Regions from separate parts of the Rattus norvegicus genome. Here regions 1, 2 and 3 are each linked to region 4. A link is a contact called in public Hi-C data. All regions are on one chromosome and are shown on one strand. Each heading gives the region's core, a stretch centred on a gene start, on an enhancer-like site or on the middle of the called end of the contact. The rest is flanking DNA. Distances are from core to core; before and after follow the strand shown. Region 1 has its middle 26 kb from the start of Tmx1. Region 2 has its middle 180 kb from the start of Tmx1. Region 3 has its middle 140 kb from the start of Tmx1. Region 4 has its middle 13 kb from the start of Snord45l1.

Region 1 (4,377 bases), core at 1,578-4,077, 440 kb after region 4:
CCAATATGCAAAGAAACATGAAAATTGAACACCAAAACAAATATTCCAACAAGCAAATGCACCAATAAACCAAACAGATGGCTGATAAATACCGTGAACAAATGTCCCCTATCTGCAGCAACCGGGGAATACACACTAGTACTGCACACAACCAAGTCTGGAGGTGCTGCCTGTAATTCCAGCAAACAAAAGCATTTTATGGAAGGAAAGTCTGATGTTGGCTGAAGCACAGGGGAGGTCATGGGGAAGGGCAGGGCAGGGGAGCCTGAGGAAACTGGTCACATTAAATCCATTACATCCATGGTCAGGAAGCAAAGCGGGATGAATGAATCCTGGTGCTTCTTTTCACACAGTCTGTGACCCCAGCCTACAGAACGGTGCTACCCAGACATTTAGGGTGATCTTTGAACCTTCATTCACTTTTAAATTCAGCCTCAACCAACGTCTCAGGAATGGGGAAAATACAGCCAGATTCTTTGCCAAAACATAGAGCTGGAAAGGCCTGTGTATAGTCTAGGCTTCCACCATCCATATTTCTCTTGGCATTGTCACCTCCCAAACCCCATCAGACTCATTAAGACTCTGCTTGCAGCTTTCTAGCCCTTTATCCTGCAGCTGCAAACTCTTCTGCATTCCTCCCACAAACCAGTTCCAAAAGCCCAAGAGCCCCAAGGCCAAGGTTATCACAGCAAGGACTCCACTTCCCATGGTCAAACTTATGGATCAGCTAATTTCCCAGCACTGTGCAAGAATACCAGGTCAAAGGAACTTAAGAAAGGGTTCGCGTTGACTCGAAGTTTGATGGCCACAGCCATATAACAGGAAGTCATGGCAACAGGAGCGCGAGAATTGGTCACGTGGTCACGTTTTGGGCATAGTCAGGTACAGAGATATGCATGCTGGGGCTCAGCTTGTTCTCTATGTTGTGTTCATTCTGGGAACCATCTCATGGGGAGGTAGTGTCCCTATGTTCAGGGTGGGTTGTCCTTCCTTAATTAAACCGATATAGAAAATCCCCCCCCCCCAGACAACAATCCCTTGGAGATTTGTCTCCTGGGCGATTCTAGATCCTATGAGGTTGACAATCAATATGAACGATCACAGCTATGTACAAGGACGAGGTCATCCTGTGCTGCATAGCGAGACTCTATCTAAAATTAACGAGTGGGGGGGTATGTAATAACATTTCATATGCTCAAATAAGTAAATGGCTGTGATAAGAGGATTTGGGGGAAGTTAATGATGGATTAAACAGTAGCAAATGAATTTAACTGTATTATAAGTAAATAATAAGGCTATATGAAGGAGAGAAAAAAACAACCCCAAGTATTGTGACCACTATAAAAAGTGTTTTTAAAAAACCTCATGGGGTTGGGGATTTAGCTCAGTGGTAGAGCGCTTGCCTAGCAAGCGCAAGGCCCTGGGTTCGGTCCCCAGCTCCAAAAAGAAAAAAAAAAAAAAAGGGAAAAACCTCGTGAATGTGTGTATTTGATGTACAACCATGCATTGCCAAGCTCTGTCTTCTGTGAGCGTCTCTGTGTTACTGATTCTTGTATCAGTGTGGGCAGAACATCCGAGGAGAAACTCCGAGGAGAAACTCCGAGGAGCACTGCTTGTTTTAGCTCACAGTCTTTGAGACCTCAGTCTCACTGTAGAATGGCCCCACGAGCTTGGGAGAATATCACAGTGGAGGGAGCAGACCAAGAGCTCACATCACAGTTGCCAAGAAACAGAGGGACAGAAAGGAAACAGCGACTACATTCTCTCAGGACCCACATATAGGGGTCTACTTACTCCAGCCAACCCCCTCCCCCCTCAACATTTCCAAACCTCTGGAAATAGTGCCACTATCTGGTAAGCAAGCATTCAAAACACAAGACTATGGGGGTCATTCTAGGTCCCAACCACAAGAGCCTAGAAGCAATGAACACAACTCTAAAGGTTTACGTTCTAAATACTGCCCTCAGGATGGGCATGGTAGTTAGCATACTTTTAATCCCAGCACTTGGGAGGCAAAAGCAGACAGATCACAGTTCTAGGCTAGTCTGGTCCACACAGTGAGTTCTCAGATAGCCAGGGTTATGTAGGATCAAGCCAAAACAAACAAAAAACATTCCCTAAGAAACAGAACAGAAGGGGGTTGGGGATTTAGCTCAGTGGTAGAGCGCTTGCCTAGCAAGCACAAGGCCCTGGGTTTGGTCCCCAGCTCCGAAAAGAAAAAAAAAAAAAAAAAAAAAAAAAAAAAAAAAAAAAAAAAAACTAAAGAAACAGAACAGAAGCTCATTGGAAAAAGGACTGCTTCCAGGCCTAGAACATGATACCAGAGAGGGAATGTTCAAAGGACATAGGAGCTAACTCAGGGTCACTCCCAATGGCAAGGGCCAAAATCTGGGTACAGCAGATTTTGCCTGTGAGCCCAAATAAATCAGTATGTTAACTAGTGCACAAGGAAGAGATAATAGATCACTATCAAGCAAATCTGTTGAGTAACTGTTACAATAACTAGCAATGGATGATAAAAATGTGGGCCAAAATATTCTGGGAAACACAGTATTTAAGGCACCCACTGGTTACATAGGGAAACACAGCCACCCTGGAGTACAGAGGTCTGATACAACCATCTCAAAGAGGTCAAGCGAAGCATCACCCTGTGCTAAGACATTCTTAAAGCAGGTATTCCCACACATGGCACCCAGGAAAAAGGCACGAGCTGACGTCTTTGGTAAACTTGCAAAAAAAAAAAAGTCCAATCTCATTCTAATCATGAGAAAATGACTCACTAACCTTGGCAGAGGGAGAGTCTGAAGCAACAGTGAGTGACTTTCAAATGCGTTAATGTCATGAATCACACAGAAAGACTGGCCGGTTTAGAGTGCCAACTAAGTGCCTTGCAGAATCTTAGTACTTTACTGGAAAACCTGTTAAAAACCCCAATAAGATTTAATTGTGGATTAATAGTATGGTGTCAATGGTAACCTCCTTATCTTTTTGTTGAATACAAACTAATGCGAGGGAAAGTTGATTAAGCACATAGGGGACTCTTTGTATTCTTTTTAATAAGTCTATTTTGTGAACCTACACATATCAAGATAACTGGAACCTCGGGGTTGAACATTTCCTAGTACTTCCTTTCTTTAGGGTATGATCAGGTGAAATACCTTTTTATTATTCCTTGATTGAAACCTCCAGACAGTGACATGTAAATCATGTCGGAAGAGTGCTGAAAGCCATCTCCAGTCAGTAGAATAATTATCTTGTTTAAAGTATCAGAAAATAAAGCCTAGCCCACTCGTCACTTTGCCAGATCTGAAAAGATGGGGAAGATAACCTGTGGTTTCTTTCTTCACAGATATAACTTCTAAAGCAGTTAGTAGTCACCGGAGGCATACTGTGAGCTCAGAATTCATCCGACTCTCATTAACCTTGCTGCACTTTGTGGGACATCTGTTACCCACCACAAAGACTGCCTATAAATCGGTCTCACTTCTTGTAATTAATGCCTGAAATGGCCAAGCCCAGCCAACAGGAGGCAGAAGACAACATCTTTCCAGCTTTGTTTCCCAGGCAAACAGTTCTGAGAAAATCTGAAAGACTATCCCATCGATAACTGGGTAGCAGTCAGTCACACAAAAACAGCTCAGCAGTAGATCCCAGATTTCCCCCGGCCCCGTTCGGCCCCTCTGGTCTCTCAGTCTAGCTTAATGGGATCTCTTCCAAACGATCTGCTTGCTCACTCCTCACTCACGGTTGTCTCAGCGACTGTGGAGAGGGATCATGGAGGCTCAAGAAAAGAACGTGATACAAGCTATCCCTTAAAGCCAAGTTACAGATACGAATAAAAAAAATCCAGTCAGTGGGAGTATTCACAAAATCCACAAAATATCCATTACTCTGTCAGACTGAATCTGACAATTCTACTCCATTATGAAACTATTCCAGATTCCAATGAAGGACTGAGAGCACAGGCCAAGAGGGCTTATGGTCATGGAGAGAAAACTCAGGAAGTTAATCAAGTTGAACTTTACTGTCTGTCTGTCTGTCTGCCTGTCTGTCCATCCATTCATCCATCTATCTATTTATTTATTTGCCACACAGACAGATACCTTCAGCACTGCTCCCAGTTTTCTTGTGCTCCTAAAGAAGCCTGTCCCTGGGTATCAACAATGATGAAAAAACACATTTAAATCTAGTTTGAAAACAGTATTTATGCTGCGTTTTCTCCCCAGAGAGATTGCCTGTGTAAAATAGTAGAGACTGTGTGTGTTTGTTTGTTAAGTGGAGCCCAAGAGAAGCTCACAGTAAAAGTCATCTCCATTTGCCGTAAACTCAACCTTACTGCTGCTGCTTGATTTGAACAGCCCAGCTGCCTTGCTGCAC
Region 2 (4,430 bases), core at 1,799-4,298, 290 kb after region 4:
TCACCAGGCTAACCATTAACATAAACTGAGTGTCTTTACATTTGGATTTTGGACTTCAGTCCCCATCTCCCACACTGGGAGAAGTCATTCAATTCAACACTCAACAAAGGTCAAAGGTCAAAGCCAAACGACCTCGTGTACCAGACTGTTGTTAATTCCTCTGCTTCGCTGTTTGCAAAAGGGACGTGGGGTCTCCTTGAGGTTTGCTTGAGTGAGTCACATTGAAAACTCTTCATGGGGAGGAAAATCAATCTCGTGACTTGTAAGCACTGTTCAGGGACCCTCATATTAGGCATCATCTATGGGAAAGTGGTCAGGCCAGAAGGTGAGCTGGACTGGGTCCACCCAGCCGCCTCCTCCAGTCAGCGTCTCTTCTCAGTAATAGATCAGTAAGAACTGGGTGGATCTGAACAATGACAACAGGATCCTCTTTCTCTCTCTCTCTCTCTCTCTCTCTCTCTCTCTATATATATATATATATATATATATATATATATATATATATATGTATATATATATCTGTCTGTATCTGTATCTGTGTCTGTGTCTGTGTCTGTGTCTGTGTCTGTGTCTGTGTCTGTCTGTGTCTGTGTCTGTGTCTGTGTCTGTGTCTGTGTCTGTGTCTGTACCTGTGTCTGTGTCTGTGTCTGTGTCTGTCTGTGTCTGTGTCTGTGTCTGTGTCTGTGTCTGTGTCTGTGTCTGTACCTGTGTCTGTGTCTGTGTCTGTGTCTGTGTCTGTGTCTGTGTCTGTGTCTGTGTCTGTGTCTGTGTCTGTGTCTGTACCTGTGTCTGTGTCTGTGTCTGTGTCTGTGTCTGTACCTGTGTCTGTGTCTGTGTCTGTGTCTGTGTCTGTCTGTGTCTGTGTCTGTGTCTGTGTCTGTGTCTGTGTCTGTGTCTGTGTCTGTACCTGTGTCTGTGTCTGTGTCTGTGTCTGTGTCTGTGTCTGTGTCTGTACCTGTGTCTGTGTCTGTGTCTGTGTCTGTGTCTGTGTCTGTACCTGTGTCTGTGTCTGTGTCTGTGTCTGTGTCTGTCTGTGTCTGTGTCTGTGTCTGTGTCTGTCTGTGTCTGTGTCTGTGTCTGTGTCTGTACCTGTGTCTGTGTCTGTGTCTGTGTCTGTGTCTGTGTCTGTACCTGTGTCTGTGTCTGTGTCTGTGTCTGTGTCTGTGTCTGTGTCTGTGTCTGTACCTGTGTCTGTGTCTGTGTCTGTGTCTGTCTGTGTCTGTGTCTGTGTCTGTGTCTGTGTCTGTGTCTGTACCTGTGTCTGTACCTGTGTCTGTGTCTGTGTCTGTACCTGTGTCTGTGTCTGTGTCTGTACCTGTGTCTGTGTCTGTGTCTGTGTCTGTGTCTGTCTGTGTCTGTGTCTGTGTCTGTGTCTGTCTGTGTCTGTGTCTGTGTCTGTGTCTGTACCTGTGTCTGTGTCTGTGTCTGTGTCTGTGTCTGTACCTGTGTCTGTGTCTGTGTCTGTGTCTGTGTCTGTGTCTGTGTCTGTGTCTGTGTCTGTACCTGTGTCTGTGTCTGTCTGTGTCTGTGTCTGTGTCTGTGTCTGTGTCTGTGTCTGTACCTGTGTCTGTGTCTGTGTCTGTGTCTGTGTCTGTGTCTGTGTCTGTGTCTGTACCTGTGTCTGTGTCTGTGTCTGTGTCTGTACCTGTGTCTGTGTCTGTACCTGTGTCTGTGTCTGTGTCTGTGTCTGTGTCTGTGTCTGTCTGTGTCTGTGTCTGTGTCTGTGTCTGTACCTGTGTCTGTGTCTGTGTCTGTGTCTGTGTCTGTGTCTGTACCTGTGTCTGTGTCTGTGTCTGTGTCTGTGTCTGTCTGTGTCTGTGTCTGTGTCTGTGTCTGTCTGTGTCTGTGTCTGTGTCTGTGTCTGTGTCTGTGTCTGTGTCTGTACCTGTGTCTGTGTCTGTGTCTGTACCTGTGTCTGTGTCTGTGTCTGTGTCTGTGTCTGTACCTGTGTCTGTGTCTGTGTCTGTACCTGTGTCTGTGTCTGTGTCTGTGTCTGTACCTGTGTCTGTGTCTGTGTCTGTGTCTGTACCTGTGTCTGTGTCTGTGTCTGTGTCTGTGTCTGTGTCTGTGTCTGTGTCTGTGTCTGTGTCTGTGTCTGTGTCTGTCTGTGTCTGTGTCTGTACCTGTGTCTGTGTCTGTGTCTGTGTCTGTACCTGTGTCTGTGTCTGTGTCTGTGTGTGTGTCTGTGTCTGTGTCTGTGTCTGTGTCTTTGTCTGTGTCTGTGTCTGTACCTGTGTCTGTGTCTGTACCTGTGTCTGTGTCTGTGTCTGTACCTGTGTCTGTGTCTGTGTCTGTACCTGTGTCTGTGTCTGTGTCTGTGTCTGTGTCTGTGTCTGTGTCTGTGTCTGTACCTGTGTCTGTGTCTGTGTCTGTGTCTGTGTCTGTGTCTGTGTCTGTCTGTGTCTGTGTCTGTGTCTGTGTCTGTCTGTGTCTGTGTCTGTGTCTGTGTCTGTGTCTGTCTGTGTCTGTGTCTGTGTCTGTGTCTGTGTCTGTACCTGTGTCTGTGTCTGTGTCTGTGTCTGTGTCTGTCTGTGTCTGTGTCTGTGTCTGTGTCTGTGTCTGTGTCCATCCTATACATCACCAGCTGTATTTCACCTAAACCCATGATGTTTTGGCTATGGATCATGAGCCATAAACTCACATTCACTTTTCCTGGAAATGTAGGTTTGAAAGAGGCACCATGTATGTAAGCACAATAAAAGACCACATCAAAAGAACTTCCAGGTATGTGGTGGTGTCTCTGACTTCAGGGGAAACAAAAGTCTTTTAAACCTACCCCATTCTATGCCAGGTGATATTATAGGAAACTTTTCCTTTTGTAGAAAGGATAAATTGAAGAATATTTTGCAGAAAAACAACTTCTGTTAGTGCCTCTGGCACCCAAGTTGCTCAACACTGAGGGAAATAAGGAGTCCTCTTTGGAAAGAGTCCCAGACAGAGTGTCCTGTTTCCTATTTGCAAACTTTAAAAAATCTCTTATCAGGGACAATGGCTTAACCATTAATAAGAAAAGCTCAGGGCCCTTCTCTAATTCTAAAATTTTCTCACTGAACTTGGCTAACCACAGGTATGATGGCTCAGTGCCCAGTGAGGCATTCTGACACACTTCTGGATTAGATGTTGAAAACAATAACATCGATTGTCAAAAAAAAAAAAGCCATTTCAAAGAATACTTTTAAAAGAGACCAGAGCCAGCATGTATATACATACCCTCCTGAACACACACACACACACACACACACACACACACACACACACACGGGTGTGCACATAGGAATACAAGCCCAATACATGGTTCTCTCAGCTCTTTGCTCTAGAGCAGCCCCTACTTCAGAGCCACACCATGGATTCTTTGTGCCCTCAGTCACAAAATCCCGAGCATTCCTTCAAGCCTTGTGGCTTGGCTCGAGCAGCTGGGAATAAAAGGTTCCTTGAACACAGAAGGCAGGGCTGCGTTCTAGCAGCTGCCACCCAAGGGTAGGAAACACTATGAAGGGCACATTTTGTGTTGCTGCTTCTTGTATTTAAGGGGAAGATTGGAGAAATGCTCTTCCTGGGTAATTCTTTGGGTTTGATTTATGGGGGGAGAGAACTGAGGACTGTCCTTTTGATGATGTCCCGGGGCACGTTAGGAGCCTGCCTTTGACTTTGAACTGCTAGGACCCTGTGAACTTCTGCACAAGGGTATGTCTTGATTTTAAAGCAAAAGGCTTGAACAAACAATTCCAAGTCATACCAAGCTGCAGTGGTCCAGCTTTCAAGGCACCGCCATGTACACTGTCAACAGCAGTGACTTAGGGCCCGAGCTATTAATGGAAACCAGAAAAAGAATACTTTGGGAAAGGTCACCAGGGACTAACTGGAGCTTCAGGAAGTGAGCAGCTATATTTACAGTCCTGGGACAGTGCAGATCTCAGCCTTCCACACAAAGAACGCTTTCTTTCTGCCTTTGGCATGTCACGAAGGCCAAGCGGGTAAATTCTGAACATCTCACAGATGGATTTGTTACTGAGCTGCAAATCCAAACTTACACATGATGAATTTCATTACTCAGTCCTCCAGAAGAGCCCATGACCCTGAACAGCCTTTGCCCTGTCCTCATGCAAGCAAGACTTTTAGAAAGTAAATGGATGGGGCCTCTCCCCCTCCCCCTTCCCCTCTCTTTCTTTCCCTCTTTCTTCCCTCCCTCCCTCCATCCCTCCCTCCCTCCCTCCCCTTACTCTTGAGCTATGTGCATTCACAGTGTGTGTATCCACCCAGGAAGTAGGGTGCCTGAGAATGTTACGCAAAGCTATAGACTCCTGAGTGTTGAGTCAGAGTCTGGCCCAAGGCAGTGATAATCAAGAGGAGATTGGTGTGTTCTGCGTTTCCTTTGAAAATATCCTTCCCCATTAGTACTTACTATTAATCATACATGCTCACCATCACAA
Region 3 (4,071 bases), core at 1,153-3,652, 330 kb after region 4:
CAGCTCAGTGGCAGAGTATCTCTGTCTAGCACATTCAAGGCCCTAGCTTCAACACACACACACACACACACACACACACACACACAAACACACTAAGAACAGTAAAAAAAACCAGATCAACACCACATCACACCACACATACCACAATACCACACATACCACACACACCACACACACCACACACACATACACACAGCACACATACCACAATACCACACATACCACACACACCACACACACCACACACACATACACACAGCACACATACCACAATACCACACACACCACACACACCACACACACCACACATACCACACACACCACACACACCACACACACATACACACAGCACACATACCACAATACCACACACAGCACACACTACACACACACACATACACAGAGCACACATACCACACACACCACACATACCACACATATCACCCACACCACACACACCACACATACCACACATAGCATACATACCACATACATACACATACACATACACACACAGCACACATACACACACAGCACACATACCACACACACACACTGTAAAAACAGTAAAAAAAAAAAGATCAAATTTGGTCTTCACGTAAGAGCTTACATAAACATTAGTTCTGGTGAATTAAACGCTGAAGGGGAAAACTAACAGTGAAATTTTAATAAATAAATAAATAAATAAATAAATAAATAAATAAGGGATAATATCTTTATAACTGTTAGAAAATCACTTTCGAGTAAGAAGTAAAAGCCAAAACCACAAAGAAAGTATAGTAAACACCAGCTCCATTAAAATGTAGTGCTTCTTGGACTGGAACAATTGATGGCCTAGCAGTTAAGAGAACTTACTCTTACAGAGACCTGGGTTCAGTTCCCAGCGCTCACATGGTGGCTCACAACTGTCTGTGACTCCAGTTCCAGGGTATTCAATGCCCCCTGCAGGTCTGCACAGGTACTGCATGCACATGGTCTACATACATGCAGACTCAACACCTAAAGAGTCTCAAAAGAAGAAGATGCACCCAATCCTACTGCAACGTAGTATGCCACGGCAGGTGGATATCCATGGGAGGTCTCTTTTCTGAGGAGGGAGTGAGGGGGCCAAGGGGAGGGGAGGAAAGGGAATGACTGGGAGGAGAGGGAAGGGAAGCAAACATCAACTGTGAAGTAAATAAAGAAATTAATTAATAATAAAAGAATAAATCATTCTAAAAATTAAGTACCTGTGAACCAAGTGGGCACAGTCAGAATCCTAGGACTCAGACAGGTAAGGCAGGAAGATGTCACGACTGTGGCTAAATAGCAAGGCTCTGCCTCAAAGGGGAAAAGGAATAAGTGCTAAAAATGAATCCAGCACACTAAAGGAGGAGTAGATTGTGATTGACACTGAAATCAGGGCAGCAGTGTTCTCTGAGAAGGAAGACCCTGGGACCTGATACATATGAAAAATAACTCCCTCAACCAGGCCTCTGAGCCTTCGTTTCCCTTCCATGTGTTTTATTTATTATGTTACTTTGACTTTGAAAATGTTTTCACTTATCATGAACTCCCCCCCACCCCAAACTCCCAAATGAATTTCTTCTGTGTACACATTCAGGAGAGACATGGGAAAGGCTCCAGAGTCTTTCCTGTCCTCTCTCCATGGGTAGGAAGAAAGGTTGCCTGGCCAGCGCTTTTATGACCACCACCTGCTCTTCTGTAAGGTTTGGACATTTTTAGAAAACAAAAGTATGATGTCAGTACACCCTGCTGACATTAAGAGCTACCCCTTTCAAATCATAACATCCCATTTCCCCCCAGTGTTTTAAGTGAGCAGGACTTAACCACACAGACATTTGCCAAGATTTTAGAAGATGCCCTCCAAAGTCATACTGTACCATCTTGGCTGAGTTTACCCACCCAGACCTCACTTTATGGCCTAGGAACTTTCTTAGTGACTCTGACTCCTTCATTTTGTCCCAGTCTGGTGTCTTGGTCCAGCTGTCCAGATGTGTGGCCTGAGAGAAGCATTTTCTGCACTCTCTCCAATGCCTTTCTCCCCATAGCCACATCAAGTCCCCAACAGGTGCCAAATGGCATAAACCAGCTCCTTGGCACACCCTCCTCACCCCAAATGTGTGGGAAGAAGGCGGAGGGACCCAGTCACATGGCTACACCGTGGTTCACATTACTTTAAGCTCCATGGCCGAGTGTGCCTCATTGACACCCTGTCAACCTTAGCACATTGGACTCCCACCCTGGGAAGTTCCAAATGATGGAAAAAACTCTTTGGAGAATTGATGACTGTTTTGCTCTTGGCTGGAACTTGGGGTAGAATGGGCATTCCAGAGAGCTGGTCCAAGACACCACCTGATCCGAGCCTTTCCCTCCCAGAGTTCAGAATGTTCCTCACTGAGGGACCTCACATTTCACACACTGAAGCTCGAGGATCTTGTTGCTACAACACAACCTCACAAACCATGGCAACTGTACAGGTCAAACCCAAAGTTGGACTACGAACACGGCATAAGAGTCAAGCTGCCTTAATCTTGCATTTTTGGCTCATTTTTCCTAGCCACATCCTAAAACCAAATGGATTGAATTACTGGATGAAAAATAAATTCTGTCCGTGGGAACCGTTGCTATTGTTGAAGAAAACAAAAAGGGAGGTGTTTTCCAACCATGCCTAAAAGGGAGTAAAATCACTGTTTATGGGGGGGGCACTTAAATTCTTACCACATGCAGGAAAATGGAGCTGGTTGTTTAATTAGATTGCCTAGTCAAAGCCCTCTTGTTACTTTAAATTGTGTTTGAAAATATCAACTTCAGGGAAATCTTTCTGAAGAGCAATTTGAAAATGTGTATGAAGGTGTTTTAAAATGTATATAATTTTAGCTTGTCATTCCAAGTCTGGGAATAATTATGACGGTGCCCAGTGGGTATTTACCTGCATGGGTATTGAATACTACGTTACGTTAACACTGACATAGAGGTGGGGGGCTCAGATGTCCAACGTGGGAAATTGGTATAAATTGTTACCGTATAGGAAGCTCTTTAGAGCTTAGGTAGCCCCCTGGATGTGTCAACGGCCTTCTGATTAACTGACTCTGCATCTTTATAAGCACTTGTCTAACAGCACCGTGAAGGGTACTCAGCGTCCAGGTTCTCGGTGTGAACCACACACTCCCACGAGCTAAGCTTCACGCTCACCAAGAATTGGCTGTGTTTGTTCCCAAACCTGATTGTACTGTGCAGTTTTTACTGTAATTACAGAATTTAGTAAAGCAACGTGTACACCAATGAAATAACATGGAGATTTTAATTCCCCTATAAATAGATTGCAAGTTTTAGGAAGACCAGATAAGTTGAAATGGAAAGAAAAATTAAAATACAACTTGCTAAAGTATATGATCAATAGTGGGTACCAGTAAAATATCATACACCTCAGTACTACTAAAGCGATTATTAATAACTGGGAAACTTCATTCTCCCAAGCCATTTTCCAAAACAGTCAAGGGAGAGGCTTGAGGTATGAGAGCCTATTTGAGGCTTAAAAAGGCCAGACAGGAGGTCCCAGGCCTTCTGAGATCATGCCTGAGGCCTTGTCAAGGTTGGGTAAGAGGACTGACCAATGCTATGAGTTCTTATATCCTAGTGATAGTCTCTTCCCCTTTCAAAGAAAAGACACATCATCCTGTAACCATGTCTGGGGCCACAGTAGTGACCTGAATTGAACTTAACTGAGTCAACACTCAGACCTCCCTGAGGACACAATAGGACATGACAACTGAACTTAGCATTTTTCTTGCAAGTTGCCTTTGGGGAATCTCTCGGAATGACCTCTTACAATGCTGACCCTTGAACCTCCATCCAAGGCTCCTGGGTTAACTGTGGAATAGCGGTTCAGGACTCTGAGGCACCTCAGGGGGTACTGGCCTACACGAATGTCTGAAACCCACTCTTCAGCCATTAGTAAGTGCTTTCCCTTCTCTGGTTAATAGCCCGGGTTAAACCTCACCGAGCTAAGCTATGATTTTATAGACTTTAGTAGACTTTGTAACAGTAAGCATGTGATCTGGCCACTCT
Region 4 (4,385 bases), core at 623-3,122:
TCCTAAGTGGTAGGAAGAGACAAGAGACGGGGTTGCAATGAGTGAATTGTGACTGCTCGTGTGCATGTAACATCGTCCCAGAGTAGAGGAAAGAGTGTCAGGATGGGCGCAGGGGTAGAGATAACTTTTAAAGAGAGAGGGGAGGAACTGGAGAGATGATGGAATGGCTAAGAGCACTGGGTACTCTTTTGGAAGACCCCGGTTCAGTTCCCACATGGTGGTCCACAATTGTCTATCACTTCAGCTCCAGGGGATCTGACGTGTTTTTTTTGGCCTCCATGGGCACTGAAGATATATGTTTCATTCGCACACAGGCAAGCAAAACATACCCATAAAATAAAAACAAGTAAGCCTTAAAGTGAGAGAAAAGTGGACTCGAAGCAACAAAACAGAGGCACAAAGATTGGAGGTGAAGTACTTCGAGAGTTCTAGTGACCTCTAGTGATCACTAGAGGTCAGTGTGGACCACAGTGTGAACACTGAAGGAAGGCTCACTGGGACTCCTGTTGTCTTGGGCAGTCTTGATCTTCCTTGGGACTTTCTCATTTGGAAAATGAGGATTATAAAAGCACCCCTCTCAGCTGTGCAGGGCCCTTAATCCCAGTACTCGGGAGGCAGACACAGGTGGGTCTTTGAGTTTGAAGCCAGTCTGGTCTATGATCGAGTTCCAGGACAGCCAGGGCTACACGGAAAAACCCGGTCTCGAAAAACCGAAACCAGCCAACCAAACAAAAGGACTTCCTCATAGAAGTACTTCATGTGTTGAGTAATTTCTACTGTCTGAGTGCGACTGGTAGTAGTGGCAATCCAGCAGGAAATTAAAGCGCTAAACCCACCAGAGAAGTCCAAGGACAGCTTTTGAGTCTAGGACCGAAGTTGACTCCGGGGGTGGGGGTGGGGGTGGGGTCATCCACATGTCTTTCTTTACTTTGTCTTTCGAGCATCCAGCCTAGTGCTGGCCTTACTGAGGCCTTCAGCTGTGTTTTAGGTGACTGGCTAAATGAACCACACACAGTCACCATCTACCTCTCCAGACCCCTGACTGGAAACAGCTCGATGCACCGGCACTACGCTGACCTTCTCTGCCTTCACAGCCCAGGAGTCACCTTTGGTTAAAGGATGGTCACTCCTTGCGATTGATTCCAAGGCCCAGCTCTAGGAATATACAGGCTCCGTGTGCTTTGGCATGAGGTACAGCGCTGATCCACGTATGTCGCTTAGGATGTCCTTACGAGCCTCTTTCAACGACAGGATCCTTTTCATCTCACAGGTTAGGAAACCGAGCATGGTCTGGATGGGAAGTGAGCCACACGGTGACCCAGTGGGACATTAGGAGCCATCACTGAAGGAGAGACAGCTCTGTCCCTTCTTGGAAGTGCTTTGGGGTGTCCAGCCAGGCGAGCGCCTGTGAGGAAAACTGAAAAGAAGCCACAATGTGAATAGCAAGCCACCAGCATACACTTCATCCGTTGCAGCTTTGTCAACCCTGGCCACCCTCCCCTCTCAGAGGAGAAAAACAAAGACAAAGTTGATGAGATGTACCATGGAGAGACCCAACCTCTAGTCCCTCCCCTCCCCCCCCGCCCCCCACCTTCTGCTCTCTTGGATGAAACAGGAAGGTACTTCGGTGGTCAGCTAAAAGTGAACACGGGACCAAGGCTGATACAACCTCCTTAGCTAGCCCCAGTCTTGAGGCTCAGGGGGAGTGAGTTTCCAAGCCTATCTTTTATTGTCCCCTGGAACTGCTCTTGTGCATTACTCTTTGACCACCAGAGGTCAGGCTACAATCAGAACAGGCAGGGCCCAGGAAAGCCCAGCTCCGAATGAAGTCCTTCCTGCCCCACGGGGCAGTTCATCTAGACTCACCCAGTCATGACAGCGGGATTCCTTTTCTGTTTGTAACCAACGTGAGCAGATCCAAGAGAAGCGGCCTGCAATCTGATTACAGCTCCAGAAAGCCATTCCCCTTTCCCACATATAATGCTTGCGAGTCACTCATATGCCAATCAAGGAAGTGAGGGAGATGCTCTAAAAGCCAATACCTCGCCTCGCTTGCGTTCTGAAACACAGGGTGGGACCAGGAATCCATATGCCCTGCCATCTCTGCTTTTGGTTTTGTTCATCACTCCTGAACTGTTAGTGCGGTGAGCAACATGCGCTTAGGACTGTCTCCAAGCTGAGCCTCTGACTGGCGCCACACCAAAGAAGGAATCATGATCCCCTCAGGCCTGTAAACCACAGAATGCGGGGTCCCTGGAACATTTGAAGACACACCATTGCATTTGGTAGCCTTCCTATGCCAGGCCCTGCACTAATCTAGGTCCTTAGGATGTTATTGCAAATGGGGAGGAGGGCAATGGCTTCTGAACCTATTTGAACAACCTACAGCAATATTTAAAGAACAAAGAAAGCTCTGTTAATTTTTAGCATCTAATACATTCACTACTTCACCTCCCCTGATGACCTCTGTCCCTTCCTTTTCACACCATCATTCTCTGGAGATGACTGGAATGAAAAATGGCAATAACCTATAGGAGAGTCCCGCCCCTACAGATAGCCACGCCCCTACAGATAGCCCCGCCCCAACTGGGAGCCACGCCCCTCCCTGAGAGCCATACCCCCACCCTCCGAGGGCACCTGTGGTTCCTGTAGCACCAATTCATCATAGACAGTGGCGGGCAGGTCCCCAGCTTAAAAGGCAGATTTTCAACATTCATCCCAGTCTCCTGGGTGCAGAAAGTTCCCATTGCATCCGAACTTAGGGACAGAAGAAGAGAAAGAGAGAGGGCTGCCTGGATCTGTGGCTGGGGTGTGTACATCTGGTACCAGCAGGAGTCTGAGAGGAGTTGAAGGTTGGATGGGTTTCATAGTCCTTGGCAGCTCTCCTCAAGGTTCTGATTGGCTCTTACAAAAGCTCCCATGTAGCTTCAGAATCCTTTAGGTTTCTCAGCTCTTGATCTAGATGGACTAGTTCACAAACTTCTGGTGAGATCCCTTCCCTCAACTCCCCACCTTCTGTGTCCACAGCCCCTCCCTCTGAATAGAGAGTCTCAGGTTTCACTACTTTTTGTCCTTAGCCCCCAAGAGGCTTGAAGCTGAAACTGGAGGTCGAGCCAGCCCCAGTGCCAGGTGGAGCAATTGACTTGGGTCCTTTCAACAGGGCGTTGGGTTACCAGACACCCATCTGTTGGCCGTTCTCAGCGAGGAAACTCAAGCCAGATCGCTCTCAGCGGCATCGTGCCACGCTTCCCTGCCTGCCCAGAAAAGGGGAGCCGCCTCACCTTCTGGCACCTTCCTTCTAACAAATCCCATGTGGCTCCTCGAGGCTTTTCATTAATATCCCGACACCTCGCAGACAGTACGAGCTCATCGCCGGGAAGTGACTGTAGGCCTCCGGAGCCGCAGCGCGCTGGGCTATGCACGCATCCTATCTTTTCTACCCAAACACAGCAACACTTCCCGGACAGAAGCCATGTCACCACCCCGTCAAGGCCACCACTTCTCTGTGGCTTCCAGGAAAGCAAGGTCACTAAGAGCAGTTCAGTGGTTAGTGAGTGAAATGAATTTGATCTCTTTAAAAAAGAAAAAGAACGAAAGGCCCTGGATTCGGTCCCCAGCTCCGAAAAAAAGAACCAAAAAAAAAAAAAAAAAAAAAAAAAAGAAAAAGAAAAAGAAAAAGAATTACGCAGTGTATCCAAGTGGTACATTTGCATAATTTAAAAGTCAAAGACACTACTAGGCGCCATCTCCACACAGCAATGATTTCAACCCACAGAGCAGTTTCAGAGAAGGATTTACATCCATATTTCTCAAAGGCATTTTGCTTTTTTTTTTTTTTAACGTGTCTGCACTCACTTTAGGCTATTAGCAGCTTTCTAAAAGCAAAGTCCAGACCCTCCCACAGCACCTTTACAAACAGCCTCCCCTCAGGCACCGTTTCCTTCTCTGGGAGAGCAGGCGGAGTTACCCGACCTAACGACCTAACCCTAACGTCCTCAGTTACTACTCTTAACGTCCTCAGTTACTACTATTTGGTCTCCTCATTGTGTATTTGTGTCAGCAGCAGCGTCTACATTCTTCACAGAACTATTAGCCTCCCATATCACTCTTTAAAAAACAAACACATTTATGAGACTTTGCGGGTTTTTGAAAACTCCCTGATCTGTCTTGAACTGGTTTTTACTATTGGTTTTTTGGGCGTTCCCTGCATTTTTTCTAGTTTGGACATGCCTGTCCTCACTCTGAGTCATTTTCTTGCAAGCCTTCTCTTTCCATCTGGTCCATGAGCACCAGCTGGCTTTTCATGTCTGCAGGTCCTGGACGTCAGCGCCCTTTCCTTTTCTTTCCTTTCCTGTTGTCCTCTTGACCTTTACTGCTTTTGGGGG

The links. Hi-C and Micro-C count contacts between places; a contact is called where the count stands out from the background.
Region 1: a Hi-C map of the A7r5 cell line shows a contact between it and region 4, with 5 times the contacts expected there. The contact joins two enhancer-like sites. A contact is called at or near these places in 11 of 12 Hi-C or Micro-C datasets (the A7r5 cell line, the Rat2 cell line, Schwann cells and 6 more) and 1 of 1 datasets of contacts at active chromatin or transcription factors (oligodendrocytes).
Region 2: a contact with region 4 is called in a Hi-C map of Schwann cells, with 6 times the contacts expected there. The contact joins two enhancer-like sites. A contact is called at or near these places in 5 of 12 Hi-C or Micro-C datasets (the A7r5 cell line, the Rat2 cell line, Schwann cells and 2 more).
Region 3: a contact with region 4 is called in a Hi-C map of psoas muscle, with 6 times the contacts expected there. The contact joins two enhancer-like sites. A contact is called at or near these places in 2 of 12 Hi-C or Micro-C datasets (mammary epithelial cells and psoas muscle).

What each region holds. Positions count from the first base shown.
Region 1 is chr6:94,720,586-94,724,962 of GRCr8, reverse strand. No RefSeq gene overlaps it. Among named protein-coding and RNA genes, the nearest start is that of Tmx1, 26 kb to the right of the region's middle. Within about 2 kb of position 2,827, at least 9 of the 93 cell types and tissues checked have an H3K27ac peak or open chromatin away from gene starts, as enhancers often do. A contact at or near this core is called in the A7r5 cell line and Schwann cells, where this site is marked.
Region 2 is chr6:94,870,414-94,874,843 of GRCr8, reverse strand. No RefSeq gene overlaps it. Among named protein-coding and RNA genes, the nearest start is that of Tmx1, 180 kb to the right of the region's middle. Within about 2 kb of position 3,048, at least 48 of the 93 cell types and tissues checked have an H3K27ac peak or open chromatin away from gene starts, as enhancers often do. A contact at or near this core is called in the A7r5 cell line and Schwann cells, where this site is marked.
Region 3 is chr6:94,835,207-94,839,277 of GRCr8, reverse strand. No RefSeq gene overlaps it. Among named protein-coding and RNA genes, the nearest start is that of Tmx1, 140 kb to the right of the region's middle. Within about 2 kb of position 2,402, at least 8 of the 93 cell types and tissues checked have an H3K27ac peak or open chromatin away from gene starts, as enhancers often do.
Region 4 is chr6:95,161,183-95,165,567 of GRCr8, reverse strand. No RefSeq gene overlaps it. Among named protein-coding and RNA genes, the nearest start is that of Snord45l1, 13 kb to the right of the region's middle. Within about 2 kb of position 1,872, at least 16 of the 93 cell types and tissues checked have an H3K27ac peak or open chromatin away from gene starts, as enhancers often do. A contact at or near this core is called in the A7r5 cell line and Schwann cells, where this site is marked.